Regions from separate parts of the Mus musculus genome. Here region 1 is linked to region 2. A link is a contact called in public HiChIP or PLAC-seq data. All regions are on one chromosome and are shown on one strand. The core of a region is the stretch at or near the end of the contact, and the rest is flanking DNA. Distances in the headings are between cores, read along the strand shown. Region 1 overlaps Zbtb1 (zinc finger and BTB domain containing 1). Region 2 holds the start of Mthfd1 (methylenetetrahydrofolate dehydrogenase (NADP+ dependent), methenyltetrahydrofolate cyclohydrolase, formyltetrahydrofolate synthase).

The links. HiChIP or PLAC-seq counts read pairs in DNA pulled down with a chosen protein or histone mark.
Region 1: an H3K4me3 HiChIP or PLAC-seq map of embryonic stem cells shows a contact between it and region 2, with 12 read pairs. The contact joins the enhancer-like site here to the promoter of Mthfd1 in region 2. A contact is called at or near these places in 4 of 39 promoter capture datasets (the C10 cell line, erythroid cells, fetal liver and 1 more), 9 of 484 Hi-C or Micro-C datasets (CD4 T cells, the G1E-ER4 cell line, double positive thymocytes and 4 more), 7 of 115 datasets of contacts at active chromatin or transcription factors (effector CD8 T cells, embryonic stem cells, extraembryonic endoderm stem cells and 2 more) and 3 of 9 other capture datasets (adipose tissue, liver and pancreatic islet).

Annotation. Positions count from the first base shown.
Region 1 is chr12:76,378,782-76,383,918 of GRCm38.p6, reverse strand. All of the region lies in intron 1 of Zbtb1 (zinc finger and BTB domain containing 1), which reads right to left. Among named protein-coding and RNA genes, the nearest start is that of Zbtb1, 11 kb to the right of the region's middle. Within about 2 kb of position 3,633, at least 12 of the 459 cell types and tissues checked have an H3K27ac peak or open chromatin away from gene starts, as enhancers often do. A contact at or near this core is called in the G1E-ER4 cell line, embryonic stem cells and extraembryonic endoderm stem cells, where this site is marked.
Region 2 is chr12:76,252,259-76,257,166 of GRCm38.p6, reverse strand. Mthfd1 (methylenetetrahydrofolate dehydrogenase (NADP+ dependent), methenyltetrahydrofolate cyclohydrolase, formyltetrahydrofolate synthase) reads right to left here and starts at 1,935. Exons shown (of 28, transcript NM_138745.2): 1 at 1,623-1,935. The coding sequence starts at 1,663.

The DNA.
Region 1 (5,137 bases), core at 2,384-4,883, 130 kb before region 2:
ATTAAGTTACATATTTGGAACAAACCTCAAAACTGAGGAGGGAATGAAGGCTAAGGATAATGTGAGACTGGCTGTGTTAACTAGTGGAGCAGGGCCATAGACTTTCATTTCATATTTGCTTGAAACTTTACAGGAAAAAGTTTATTAGGCTAGAGAATGCTTAGTGGATAAGAGCATTTGCTCTTCTTACAGAGGACTCACATTTGGTTCCCAGTACCTACATGGCAGCTAACAACCATCTGTAACTCTAGTTCCTGGGGATTCAAAGCCCTTTTCAGGTCTCCATGGGCAGTGCACACATGTGGCGCATAAACATAAACGCAGACGAAATTCCAACACACATAAACTAAAATAAATTAAAAAATTAAATAAAAAGGTTCTATTAAAGAACCTGCTGGGCTTGGTGTGAGATAAGTCCCTAGCACTTGGGAAGATCTCTGTGAATCACCAGACAGCCAGGGAATATAGTGAGACTCTGTCTCAAAAAACAGAAAACAAACATTATTAGATTATATAGAAATTACATCAATAGTTTGTAGTTAGAATACATCTTTCATTATTCACCATGTAGTTAAGGGGAAAAGAAGCAATGAATATTTGGGAAGACAGTATCTGTCGTCTACCTTTATAGTGTAAATTTCCTCCTTCAGTTAAAAAAATTGCTTCAGCTGGGCGTGGTGGCACATACCTTTAATCCCAGCACTCAGGAGGCAGAGGCAGGCAGGTTTCTGAGTCCGAGGCCAGCCTGGTCTACAAACTGAGTTCCAGGACAGCCAGGGCTATACAGAGAAACCCTGTCTCGGGGGAAAAAAAAATTGTTTCAAGGCTGGAGAAGTGGCTCAGCAGTAAAGAGCACTGGCTACTCTTCCAGAGGTCCCAGGTTCAATTCCCACTACCCACATAGAAGCTTACACCTGACTAAAATTCTAGTTCTTGGGCTTCTGACACCCTCACACAGACATAAATGCAGACAAAACACCAATGAACATAAAAAATAAAAAAGCAAACGAACAAAAAAACAAACAAACAAAAAACCCTGCAGACTTACAACAGTGAGTCCTTGCAGGCCCGGCATATACTTTACTTTATGGTAGTTTAACTCAAACAGTAACATAGTATGTGCACCTCTCTGTAACTTTTCAACATTGATGGACAGTATAATTATTAATATAGTGAGTTAATTTTGGGTAAGGGGGAAAATTTTAAATCCTAAAGGTTCAATTATATTAAGGTGTACACAGTTGGACCCTGTTTTTTGTTTTGTTTTGTGAATGTGTGTTTTAAAGAGGCATAAAAAAAAAAACCCAAAAGTTTTCCAAATTTTAGTCTCAAATTTTAATCTGTACCTATAAAACTTAAAACAAAGCAAACAAACAAAAATCAAATCCAGCAGACTAGAGAGATTTCAGTGGGTTTTCTAGAGTTCCTGCTCTTCCAGAGGTCCTGAGTTCAATTCCCAGTAACCACATGATAGCTCACAACCATCTGTAATGGGATCCGATACCCTTTTCTGGTATGTCTGAGAACAGCTACATGTACTCATATACATAAAATTAATTAGTTTAAAAAACAAACAATCCCAACAATCATAACAAGTTGTTGAGTGAAATAAAATATTCATTCTCCTATTTATTTTTTCTTTTTTTGAGACAAGGTTTCTCTATGTAGCCCTGGCTATTCTGGAACTTGCTAGGTAGACCAGGCTAGCCTTGAACTCACAGATACTCTACTCTACCTCTCTCTCCAGAGTGCTGGAGAGTACCAATATGTAGCTCTAAAACCTTTCTATCTCTGTAATAGTAATCAAGAAAATGCCAAATCCACTTATTTCTCCTTGCTTTTATCTTTCCTCACAGATCAACTATAGATCACATACCCTGTTGTTCATACTTGCATGCTATATACAGGCCCACATTGTCCCCCTTCCTATTCCTTTCCCTACCGAAATGTGTCAGAGTTTCCTAGGAAGAGATGGAGCCTGTGAAACGGAGAAGCCATGTGGGTTCCAGAAGCCAAATCAAGTGTCTCAATAAGGTAATAAATTTCAAACCCATGTCTCAGATGTCCACAGCTAAACTGAGAACGTGCCTAAGGACAAAAGCAGTACGTGTTCAAAGACATCATTTATGGTATCCCTGAGAGTTAATGACACTAAGCTTGGCCCAGTAGACTTTAAAATACACTGATAAAGAAGCTGGAGAGATGGCCTAGGAGTTAAGAGCACTTGTTACTGCTGCAGAAGACCCAGGGTCCGCTCCCAGCACCTGCGTGGTGCCTCACAGCCATCCATGACTCCATGGAATGCAATGCTCTCTTCTGGCTGCCCAATGCACTAGGAAGGCATGTGTGCAGTCACACGTGGGCAACTCACTGATACTCATAAAACTAAAGAAGCCTTAAAACGTGTAAAAATAAAATATATTGATAAATGAAGGTGCAGAAACAAACTAAGTACAAACTAAGTTACAGCTAAAATTATATAAAACAGGGGCTGGAGAGATGGCTCAGTGGTTAAGAGCACTGACTGCTCTTCCAGAGGTCTTGAGTTCCATTCCCAGCAAACACAGGGTGGCTCACAACCATCTGTAATGGGGTCTGATGCCCTCTTCTGGGGAGTCTGAAGACAGCGACAGTGTACTCACATACATAAAAATAAATAAATCTTTAAAAAAATGATTATATAAAACAAATCTACACAGTAATACAACCAAATGCAAAGGTAAGAAAGTCCAACGTCACTGGCCCAAGTCCATCCTAAGAAGAGTGAGATTTTGAAGTCACTAGCTATTCCACCGTAGGATAGAGTTAATAAAGAATAAAGAGAAACAAGCAAAAAGGATCAAAGCGTTAAACTTTCTAGTAGTAACGGTTATTGGAAACGGAAAGAAACCAGAGTAGAGCCTAGCGATGCCCACACAGAACAGGGATGAAACTGAGTGGGGCAAGCACGGGGTGGGGAGTGGGGGGAGGTGCCACCCTGCTCTCCCATTGTGCAACCTGCTTACAGTCATTTGCCCCAGTAGTAAGGTGGGAACAACAACAATGACTCCAATAACAAGCACAAAGAATCACACAACTAATGTGTAAAGCGTGGCGTTGGCCATGTAATAATGACTGGAAACAATACTGGCTGTGGTGGCAATGTTTATCTAAGCACCAGGAGGTAAATCTAACTAGATAAGTTTCCTTCCAAGTAAAAGAAATGACAGAGTCAAAAAACTCCAAGACCCTTCTTAGCTAAATGAAAAACACTGATTCGGCCACTAACAAAAATGAATACAAATACACAGAAAGCCAATTACATAGGTGTGAAGCTATATATTACCGCTTCTCACACTCTGCATTAGGCAAGCAAGCACTCCTCCAATCAGCACAGCCTCAAAAGCACTCTGATGCACATTGATTCACTCAATAAATCAGACACTGTATACGCCACTGAAACCAGGAGGGCACAGGTATCCCAAAGCCCAAGGTCGCATGGAGACGTTTTCTTCCCTAGATAAGGACTCCACAGGAAGGGCGCTATCGCTGGACAACAGGAACCTTGTCCAAGGGCAGGTGTAAACCCCGTGTGTCTGTCGCAATCCTGTCAGCCCACCCAGCTGGGAGACACAGAAAGTAGCTGGGTGTGGTGGCACATTCCTTCAATTCTAGTGCTTGGGAGGCAAAAACAAGAGGGTCCCTCCATTTCAGACCAGCCTAGTCTGTAGGGAGGTCCAGGGCAGCCAGCTTCCTCCCCAACTCCTGCAAAGAAACTGTATTAAGCATTTACTTTTATTAAACAGTTTCACTCAAAGTCTAAGAAGTTTTCTTTCTAATTCTTTCTTTATGACTTATAAAACTGCTGGGACTAGGAAGACAGACGGCTCAGTGACTAAGAGCCCTTGTTGCTCTTACAGAGGACCTGGACTCAACTCCTAGCACTCACATGGCGATTCACAACTGCCTGTAACTGCAGTTCTAGGGGCTCTGATGCCCTCTTCAGACCTCAGTGGGCAACAGGCACACATGCATCCAACATACACAGAGGGAAAACACTCATGCACACAAAATAATAAAATCAACAGATCCCAAGGAAACATTCCTGAGTGTCACTTTAATCCCACTGCTGGGAGGCAGATGGAAAGATTCATGAGTACCAGACAAAGGCCTACATAGTGAGTTCCAGGCCAGTCAAGGGCTACACAGTGAGACCCTGCTTTGTTTTGTCAAACAAACAAACAACAAAGTCACCAGAATTTAGTAAGTTTTTATTATGTAGCTTATCATGAAGTCTTTTTTTTTTTAAAAGGAATTATTTTATGTATATGAGTGTACTGTCCGGTCTTCAGACACACCAAAGAGGGCATCAGATGGTTGTGAGCCACCATGTGGTTGCTGGGAATTGAACTCAGGACCTCTGCAAGAGCAGTCAGTGCTCTTATCCACTGAGCCAACTTTCCAGAAGTTTATTTACATAAACAGTCCTTATATTTTACCTGCTCTGATTTTTGTGATTAAAATCTGTTACTACTTGTTTGCGTTACCAGCTATCACTGGAAGAACATGTTTATCAGAGCTGTCAGTTGGGCTGGGACAGAAAGTCAAACCCTCAACTGTCACTCAAAGGTCTGATACCCAGGTCAGTACCAGCATTAAGGAGGCAGAGAGCCAGTGCATTTGACACTACAACTGAAACTTACTTTGAAAATGTTTACCAGCTTATTTTAAATGTCAAAATGCTCAAGAAACTCATCAGCTGTAGTAAGCAATTCAGACAGCCATAAACCTATAGAGAACAGATCTTAATCTAAGTTCAAGAGTCTTATAGAAATCAAACATGTAGGACTGTCAAACATTCTATCAGGATGTAGCTAACTGAGGTAAACTAGGTGCTGGGACTATAGACAAGTATTCCTATGTACCTCAGATGGCACTAAAACCGTCTTGGTACTTTCTAGTGTGGTCTTCGGCAAAGATCATCAACTAAGGACTGGGTCCTGAATTCAGGCGCTACTGCGTAAGTGCTGAGCAGTTCCCTGAGGATGCTATGGAAGCTTTGGGTTTTGTTTTTCTTTTTCAAGGCAGGGCCTCACATAGCCTAAGCTGTCCTCACACTCTATTTGTAGTAGAGAATGACCTTGAACTTCTCATCATC
Region 2 (4,908 bases), core at 686-3,185:
ATATATGTCTTTAATCCCAACACTCAGGAGGCAGAGGCAAGTAGATCTCTTTGAGGTCAACCTGGTCTACAGTGTGAGTTCTAGGACAGCCAGGGATACACAGAGAAACCCTGGCTTGAAAAACAAGCAAACAAACAAAAGTCTGATGTAGTGGTCCAGACCTGTGATCTCAGCCCTTGGAAGTATAAGCAAGCACTGAATCAGCAGTTCAAAGCCAGAATCAGATACATTTGAGTTTGAGGCAAGCCTGGGTTACCTAAGACCCTGTCTTTTAAAAAAAGAAAAAGGAAAAAAAAAAAAAGAAAGAAAGAAAGAAAAGAACTTGTATATATTATGATTTCTAGTCCAAAAATCTGGAGTTCTTCCTTGCCTTAGTGCAAGATTCACCATTTAATTTATATTTTTCCTCTTTTTTCGCAATCTTCAACAAAAGCTCTCTTTACTCTAGAGTAGGCTTCACCATCATTCTCTCAAGGTCTCTTGTGACAAAACCAAGTGTTTACTGGACACTTACTGCTAGCCCCAGCAGTTAATAAATAACCAGATACCTAATGTCGGAAAAGCAACCTTCAGCAAGTTCACAAAAACAGACCTTTCTCTCTCCTCAGCAGTCCCCAACACTCACTCCCTAAACAAAAAGCAAGGAATGTAGCCCAGATGTTATGCACACTTTCGGGCTCCACACTTAGGGGCTCAATTCCCAGCCCTCTCTCCCAAACAGCAAAAGGGTGCTACTCTCTGGGACGACACTTGGCAAACATTCCCACTAGTTAAGCATTTAAATCTGCACGGCCAGAACAGGTGGTCTGACGGAATATGGAATAGGGTCAGCACACAAGAGCCAAACTGAAAAGTAACTTTAGCGCCAGGACGGATAGGTAGGCTGTTAAAGGGTAGAGCAAGCGAGCGCTGGCGTAGTAGCTGAGTGGTGCGGCGCTTGCCTTGCCTGTGCGATACCTTGGAAGTGAAGCCGGCGGGGTGAAAGAGAAAAAAAGACAGCATTTGGTGTAATGAGGAATGCGCTGAATTAGAGGAAACCCTCTAGGCCAGGTGTGGTAGCCCAAGCCATTAATCCCAGCACTCAGGAGGCAGAGGCAGGAGGGGATCTCTGTGAGTTCAAGATCAGCATGGTCTACAGAGTAAGTTGCAGGACAGCCAGGGCTCCGTGGAGAGACCCTTTGTCAGAAAACAAACAAACAAAAAATTAGAAAGAGACCCTCTCTCTGATTTGACCAATCACCCGTGTCAAATCTTGCCACAACCGAATCACCACCAAATTGCCAGACAAGCGGCTATGCTGGGTTTCTGAGGTTGGACTCCTCAGGTAGCCCGTGTCTAGGCAGAATGATGCCAGCAGCTACACTTTTGAGAACAAGGTCAGGTCAGGACTTGCCGCCAAACCTAGGAATGCAGCCACCCCAGGCAGTCTATTGCAATTGCACATTGGGCCGGGCATGTGTTTCTCTGGCTTCAGGAAACCAGTCTTCAGATTCTAGGAGCCCGTGTCGATGTCCTCTCTTCCCGCAAACCCCATCTAAGCACCTCTCCTGCAGAGCCCAGGCGCTTGGGGATCTGCACGCCCTGCTCTGAGCCCACCACCACTATCACTGGCAAGTACTTACGCAGAAACCAGTTTCCCGTTCAGGATTCCCGCTGGTGCCATGGCCTTTGCTAGTCTGCCACCCACGGTGAACACCAGCAAAAATCAGGTTCCAGTCGCTCCGCGCGCGCAGGACAGCACAACCCACGTGCTCAGGGACCTCCCGGGAGAAATCAGCTAGTGCGCCTGCGTCGCGCTCAGCAGCGAAGGTGCGCAGGCGACCCGGAAAGACGTCGTGACCCGCTGACAGAGGAGGCCCAGGAGCGTCTGCGGGAGCCGGTGGGCCCAGGCAGCAAGAGGGTTGTCACCAAAGACTGGTTGGCGGCAATGACTGGCTGCGGAAAGAGCCTGTGTGGAGCCCGCCTCTGATGAGCCGGGAGCTTCCCGCCTCGCTTTTAGCCAATCAGAGATAGTGTGTAGGGGGCGCGGTGGAACTGGGCGGAGTCCGGGCAGGAATGGGCCTGTCTGAGCAAGTTTGCGTGACCTAGGTTGCGGCGACAGAGTCCTGCAAAGCAGTGTGATTTTGGATCGTACTGGCTTCTCCGGGCAGGATCTTGGAGGCCTTAAGCTGATTCCGGCTACTGACCTGGAGCAGGCAATGCGGCTTTCCACGTTGTCATAGGCCCTAGCTTTCAGAGTGTGGTGGGGAACACCTGGGATAACTGCCTCTCTGTTACCCTCCTAGCAAGAGTGAGGCTATCCTTAACGAGGCAATTGTGTCCCTCTGGTTAGCCATCTGCGGAGGAAGCACTCCAGGGAATTGCTTTTCCACCAGCCAGAGTAGAAATTTGTTTCCGGGGAAAGAGATTTCAGAGATCACCTTGCAGGACTGAAGCCAAGACAGTAATGGACAGGTCCACACCTCGACCTTCACTGTTCAACTCTATATCAAGTCTGACTCTTTACTTAAACCTCAGTTTCATATTAGAACTCAGAAGATAAGACTTCTCTTTGTCCCTCTTCCCAATGTGGCCGTATTGAATAAATCTCCTTTTTCTATATCTTACCATTACTTGTTTAATCGACTTATTAAGGATGGTGACTAACCTGGTTTATTAGATTCTCAGAGCCCAGGGTCTGGCTCGCAATTCTAGTAACAGCAGGGACGATCAATCCACAGCCTTGACATAGAGACAAGTTCGCTACTACTGAACCCAGCCTTCCATAACTAAAACCTGCTATCCTCCCAGGGTTGAAGCCCAAAAGCAGGCTCAGCCCAGCAGCTAAGAGGGACCTCAGAGCAGAAGCGTGGGGCTTCATCAGCGTGAAGGGAGCAGAGTTCAGGACGAGTGATCCTCTGGTCTCAGCGGACCAAATCAGTATTGAAGCAGAGACTACTTTGTTCATCAGCTAGATGCCAGCAAGGCTGGCATCCCTCCCCATTTGCCCTGGTGCAGAAATGAGTTTGGCCATGTCCTCGGGAGCCTGGTGGTAGAGGAATACATCAGAGCCACTGCCTTGACTTTGCTTTTTCTGCCGCTGGAACTGGGCTGGATTCTTACTGTTGGGTTCGAGGTACAAGCCGAGAAAACTTATTTCAGACTCAGGAAGCTTAAAAATGAAAGCTTTATTCTCTGAGCGCTCAGGAAGGCAGCCAGTTCAGGACCTGAAACATGTCCCAGGAAGGATACTGTACAACATTTTAAAAGGATGGGAACACAAAGTGAGAAGTGAGCTGGGGTGAGCTGGGGTGAGCTGCAGTGTTATCCAATTGTATTTTGGTTGACATTTTGGCTTAAGCAAGGGAGTACCCGCTGGAGACTGGGTGAATCCAAGGGACCTGACTTCAAGGTCCTTAATTCATTCTCCTGAACTTTAGGTCTGGAGCTCAGAGTGATAAGGGGACAAAGGAGCTGATCAGCTGCATGTAGTTAACTAGAGCAGGACAGGTGATTGGTTATATATTTTTATAACATATGTACCTTGGTTTAGAAAAACAGCAATTTCTATATTCTTTACCTGTTAACAGACAGTTAAGAAAACATTTGGAGAAGTGGGGTAGGTGTTCGCTCCTAGGTTGTTTGACCCTGCCAACAAGATGGAGAAGTTGTCCTTGAGATGGCTGGATTCAGACAACTGCCTCCTTACAAGCTGTCCCTGAGATGTCTGGATTCAGACAGCTGTTCACAGCAGAAGCTGTTCAGCTATAGGGAAGTCCCAAGCTGCCCTAGGGCCTGGTACATTGGATTTAGTTTTTCCCTATAAATGCTAATCTGTAAACAAAATGTTAGTTTTTAGAATAAGTTTCTTTGGCTCCTTCCCAACATTACCGTTGTCTGGCTACAGTTTCCCCACATTGTTCTACAGATAAGTCCTTCCTTAGAACATCACCACATGGCTATGGATTTAGCAACCATTGTTAGAGTGGCTTGTTTCAACCAATGGCAGGACATGTGGCTGCCCCCACCCCCACTTCCCATCCCCCACCCCCCACCCCAACCTTTCTGCCCTAGGAATTAACCCAGGGCCTGGCATGCTAGCTAGGCAAGGGGCTTCTACCAGCAGCTAAGTTCCCCCATGCCAGGGCACAGTTTGCACTGAATTTGTTGTTGTTGGGCTTTTTTTTTTTCCTGTACTAATGTGTGTATTTTAGTTTGTGACTTTTGCCTGAAATCTGGGATTGTTTTACATTACATCCATATATAGTTAGATAATCTCTGTTTTATTTCATTAGCAGTTTAACTCAAGTCTAATATGTAGACTGAAAGAAACATTTTCCCATTTTAAAGAATGCAAGTGTATGGTTTTTAGTTTACAATGTTTACATTTACAGAGCTGTGTAACTGTCACCATGATATAATTAGAAAATTGACACTGTCTTCATTGTTGGTTGGGGTTTTTTTTGGGGGGGGGTATCCAACCCAGGGCTTCTACTATGGTTAAACATGAGTTCTACTAATAAACTACAGCTCCAGCCCCTCCTTTACTATTCTTGGGGGGGGGCTTTTTTAAAGACAAGGTTTCTCTGTGTAGCCTTGGCTGTCCTGGAACTTGATCTGTAGACCAAACTGGCCTGGAACTCACAGAGATCTGCCTGTTTCTGCCTCCTGAGTGCTGGCATTAAAGCAAAGAAAAAGAGAGAAAGTAGTTCTGGCTCAGTGGTTAAGAGCTTTTGGTGCTTTTGAAGAAGACCCAGGCTTGGTTCCCAGCACCCACACAGCAGACTATAACCACCTACAACTCCAGTTCTAGGCCACCCAACTTCCTCTTCTGACATCCATGGCTCCTGCACACACAAATTATACATACACAAATAAGGTTTCTTTTCTTCTTTCCCTTTTATCTTTAAATATTTATTTATTTATTAT